Linked DNA regions of Danio rerio: region 1 is linked to region 2. Evidence: chromatin contacts called from public Micro-C data. All regions are on one chromosome and are shown on one strand. The core of a region is the stretch at or near the end of the contact, and the rest is flanking DNA. Distances in the headings are between cores, read along the strand shown.

What was found. Hi-C and Micro-C count contacts between places; a contact is called where the count stands out from the background.
Region 1: a Micro-C map of caudal fin shows a contact between it and region 2, with 5 times the contacts expected there. The contact joins the enhancer-like site here to the promoter of ssh1a in region 2. A contact is called at or near these places in 4 of 18 Hi-C or Micro-C datasets (caudal fin, embryo, hematopoietic stem cells and 1 more) and 2 of 4 datasets of contacts at active chromatin or transcription factors (caudal fin and embryo).

What each region holds. Positions count from the first base shown.
Region 1 is chr5:21,126,289-21,128,988 of GRCz12tu, reverse strand. coro1ca (coronin, actin binding protein, 1Ca) reads right to left here. Exons shown (of 11, transcript NM_201295.1): 4 at 498-627. Among named protein-coding and RNA genes, the nearest start is that of selplg, 22 kb to the left of the region's middle. Within about 2 kb of position 1,413, at least 4 of the 62 cell types and tissues checked have an H3K27ac peak or open chromatin away from gene starts, as enhancers often do. A contact at or near this core is called in caudal fin, where this site is marked.
Region 2 is chr5:20,934,583-20,937,282 of GRCz12tu, reverse strand. It overlaps ssh1a (slingshot protein phosphatase 1a), which reads right to left and starts at 1,279. Exons shown (of 16, transcript XM_005165198.6): 1 at 957-1,279. The coding sequence starts at 1,037. It also overlaps a transcript of dao.3 not described here.

The DNA of each region.
Region 1 (2,700 bases), core at 164-2,663, 190 kb before region 2:
TCTTCTGTGGAGAAAAGGGGAACTACAGACGGTGCAGAAAAGCGAACGAAGACAACCCGCCTTCTTCTTCTGTGAATATAAACTTGGTGTTTAGTCCTAAGAAACACTCAGAGAGCCTGATGTGTTTTCTTGGATAGCATTGTATAACCAATAGGACACATTTGGGTGACCCAGGGCCCTAATCGAATTATTCATTTGTACTTAATAAATTACTAATATTTTTTAATTCTATTTCTGCCTCCTGAGTTTGTATTGAACTCGCATGGAATAATAGAACACTTATACCAACAATTGTCAAAGTTCAGTCTTTTCTATCCTGTCAAATGTTGAAATTCATTTGTTTAGTGAATAAAATAACGATTTATAGAGGCAAGCTAAAAACTATCATGTCTAAAATCTATATCACAGATACTGAGCAGTTTTTATCTATTTAAGTTTTTTTTTGATAGGCATTGATTAGGGCATCTATTCTAGATGATTGCCGAAACCTTTCATACCTGCACTGAGGAGGACGTTGCGTGCAGTAGGATGCCAGGTAACAACTCCCACTCTTTTTGAATGACCCTCCAGAACCACCACTGGCTCTGACATGGAAGTCACCAACCCGTTCTCTGGGATCTGCCACACCTGACAACAACAATTAACACATCTTAATTTTTACCCCTTGTAATTTGTTGTAATTAAGTGATGTGGTGTGTATTGTTAACTATGGTTGTTATTTGAGTTGCCAGAAATGCAAATATTATTATTGTCATTAGTATTAGTATTATTATCAATGACAATTATTATTATTATTATTACTACTACTAGTAGTAGTAGTAGTAGTAGTAGTAGTATCAATATTAATAAAAAAATAATAATAAACAACAACAATATTAATAACAAGTAAATAAAGAAATAAATAAATAATTGTTAAGTTATTTTAAAATAATAAAATAGTTATTATAATATTATTATTATTGTTATCATCATCATCATCATCATCATCAATATTAAATTTTTATCATTAGTAATAATAATAATAAGTAAATGAATAATAAAAACAAATATATATATACTAAGTTATTTATATTTATTATTTATTATTAATAACTATTATTATTATCATTAATAATAATAATTAGTATTATTATTATTATGACAAGAAAAATAAAAATCATTTTTATAAATAAAAATAGGCATTATTATTATTTTTATTTAATGCAATTACTTTGTAATCCCTTTGTAATCCCAACGCTCGCACGCACGCACGCACGCACGCACACACACACACACACACTAAATCAGCACTGTATCACAAGAGCGGTTATCAATTGCATTATGATCCCAAAATCTGATGAAAAAAAACATCAAGTTGGACATTTATAATAATCACGAAGCTCCAGAAGGTGGCAGCAGAGGACAAATAAAGCAGCGATTTATCACTCAGCAAGAAAACAAGAAACACAAAGTATAGTGTTGTACATTTAGCTTTATATAGTAGAAACACTGTACTCTCATGTGATTTAGAACTTCTTAGAGCCTCTCTTTGACTTCAACTCTTCCTCTACGTGTTCATTTTCAGCATTTATTCAACAGCTCTTTGAAATAATTCATTACGATAGGACAATTACTGCATGAAGTCGTCTTAATTCTGTATTTATCAACATCAATATCATCATCACAATCATAACCGATGAAAATACCTCCAGCACCTTTTAGCCAAAAATAAAAATTCTATCTTTATATAGTCATCTTCAAATGGTGACAAACCAAATCAGAGTATTTTTTTCCTTCTTCTGAACAAAAAAGATGATATTATTACAAATATTTGATATCGGTAGCCATTGACTGCCATATAATAGTAGTTTTTATTTATTTTTTACCTACTATGTCCTATCATTAACGAACATTCTTCATAATGTCACATTTTGTGTTCTATATAAGTAAGGGTAACACTTTACCTTAAAATGTTGTATTGTATAATGTTAGGTAATTTATTTACTAACATTGATTTTTTTGTGACCGAGAAAGAAAATTAAAATTGAGTGCATTTTCCTTTTGGATGGATGATCAATGATTATACTTCAAATGTTATAAACCTGAGAGGGAAGAATGACAGACTGTACCGTGCAACTCAACATTACACACTGCTGTTTTTCTATTCTATGGCCAAATAAGGGCTAACAGAGTGATAAATGGATGGAGAGCCAACAAGACTGACCTCACAACTATAAAATAGTAACCGCAGATTCAATGACTTCAGGCTGGGCTTAAACTAATGTAAAACAGTGGAGAAGAGCAGGCCTCCAGATTTGCTGTGTTCACATGACAGAATCTATTAAAGAAATCTCAAATCCAAACATCAATAAACAAGCTTCAGAATGACCGCAGGGGTTGCAGAACACATCAAAAATACAGCACAATAACGTTGTCTGGTTTATTGCAGGACAAAATGAAAACATCCTGAGCTGCACAGTAACGTGAGAGTAACAGAACAACTGAGGCAGAGTAACATGTAAAAGCAAAGGTGTTATTTAGGAAGTTGGATTTCATTCTCAATTATAACATGCTATACTGAATAGAATACTTAGATTTCCTTTAACAAATAAATTTAGTTTAAAAATATGCATTACATTTTACAAAAAACATTTTATAATATTTTAAAGTATTCATATTTTAATATTCATCTATTACTATATACTGTAGGTATTACTTTAT
Region 2 (2,700 bases), core at 30-2,529:
TTCTTCTTTTAACTATATTTTATTAATTTTCATTACTGGAGTACTACATTGGCTTAATTTGCAGAACCCATCAAGTTAGCTTGTGTGGTAAGATATTAATCTAATTTGTTCCTTGAACAACATTCCAAAAGATAGCCCTAAACAAAACTCTAGCTAAGAAATATAACCAAGAGAGGATTCTGGTTTCTTTATTTAATGAGGGTATTAAATAAAGACAATCCACCACACTGCCCAAAAATAAAAACACCAGTAGATTTAGACAACTTTTTAATGTGTTTTTGCTTTGCAATGCACCTTGCACAATGACTCAAGTCAATTACACGACTGATCACGTGATGTCAACACAGCAGTGACCAGCATCAAATAAAGTAAAATTATAGACAGTTGACATCTGAAGTCCGAAGACGTCGTTAATTTCTCCTGTTATCACTGACAACTCCTAAAGCGGTGGGTAGTTTATGTAAAGTCATATATATTATCTACACAACAAATTGCAGGACAGCCTATAAACAAGCCATTAGCTCAATAAACATCTAAACATCTAGCAATAAACAGCTAACATCACTGCCAAACACTTTCTATTGATGAAAGACTTGATCAGCATCCAACACAACAAGAGCATCGAGCTCCATCCAACCACAACCATAAACACTGCCTGTAAGTTGTCTACTCTACAGCACTGATTAAACACCTTCCCAAAAGATGAATGTGAATGATCAAGTAAAACTGAGGTCAATAACATCAAGTAGTGCAGAAAATGCCCAAGTGTGATTTGAGCAGATAAACACGATGACACAGCGTTCAATCCCACATCTATCCTGATGGCATCCCGCTGTTTAGCTCTACCTCCTGAGCTGTATTAGCATCGGGCCTACGTGAGTGAAATATATAAGCGTCCCGTTATGTTTTTATTGAGGAATACATAGTTCCCACACCTCGTGCTCGTTTCCGCTTACCTCCCCCGCGTTGGTGGTGGCGGTGCTGGAAGTGGACGCGGCGCTGGGAGTGGGCGAGCGCTGCAGAGTGACCAGAGCCATGGATGGAAACCTCCCAGCACAACGGCCAGTCTATCTGTCACAAGCTAAACCGGCTAGCGGATTTCCCCCGGCAGATCTTCGGGGACTGCGCTGCGACTCCACGCGCTCGCTGTTGTTAAAATGCCATGGCTGAGCGGCTCGTTTGTATCGTTGATTCCGTTTTGACATGAGCTGGATGTTGTTTTGGTGCTTCTCACTCACTTACTACCGCATGGGGCTCAAACTCGCACCGCTACTGATGCCCACAGTTGTTCATTAGCGGTGTGTTCGTACGAATCGGTGTTTTGAATGAATCTTTTGATGTGAACGTCTTTCTTTGCTTGTCGCTGTTCAAAGTGAGTGGCTTGCGTTCTGTCGTGATGATTGATTCTAGCAGGAGCCAATAGCCTTCGAGTGTTGGATGTGGAGGATGAATATCATTGGTTGAGATTACTGAAGGAACACGCCTTTTACTGAGCGAGTCAGTAGTGTTTTGAATCACGTTGAATATTTGATTAAACATGGAGAACTTCTCCTGTGTGGAAAGTATCAATCTTAGGCTTTTTTAAAAAGCTATACACTGCAGTTGACAACATTAGTTTAAAGTTAAAATAACTTATTTGAAGATGTTTTTAAAGGAGTGTGTTGCGGTGGTAATCGATTCAGTCGAGTAGTGAATCAGTTCAATTGGTGAGTCGATGACTGAAGTGATTCATAATTGCACAAAAATACATATTTGACAACACCTACTGGCGGAGCGATGTAATAATTCAGGCCACTGCTGTCACTGTGTGTAACCATTAACTCAAAATCGATTTCAATCCTAATCAAACAGCTGATCCAACTAAAGATGTTCAAGATTACTAGAGACTACATATTAAGCAGGTGTGAGTTGGAGCTGGTTGGAGCAGAGCTGCTGCCCTCCAGGAATTTGAAACCATAAGATATAGTTATGGAAACAGACCACCTTTTACTTTCTCTGTATTTAGTGGATTTACTTAAGTGTGTTTGTTATTTGGGTTATTTTACAACGGTCTGATAACATTTCTTCCATATTTCACATAAAAATAATTGTTATTAGAGCAGTTATTTTTTAGAATATGACAAACGGTCAGAATAAATAAATAATAATTAGTTTTTGTGACGGAAAGTCAGTTATTCCATATAGGAATTAGGGTTCTAGGGCTTGTATGACTGTAGTAGGTTATACATTCAATTAGGGGTGGACTTATAAGGTGGACCAATAAGCAAGGTAAGCAACTGCTTAGACCCCTGGGAAATTATGGGGGCCTGACCAATGCCAAAAATTAAAATTAATTATATAACTCATGAAAAATTTTGTCAAATCTGTCTATAACCATTAATGTTTTGATGTCATAACTTCTTTTCAAAACCAGGGGCCCTCGTGAATAGTGGAACATTCCTTAAATACTGCACATGATACAAATCTTAAAATCTAATCACAAATATGGCTGAATAACTGTACATATGGTTAGTTTGTGAACTTGTTTTTCTCTTTTGTGTGATTTTATTGTATTTAATTTTACATTAAGAAGATAAAAGTTTTTTTAAGTGTTTTATATAGAGCATTTCTTGTATATGGCCATTCACCCAAAGTGCTTCAAAATCATGAGGGGGAACTTTCCACACCACCACCAGGGTGCAGCATCCTCTTGGATGATGT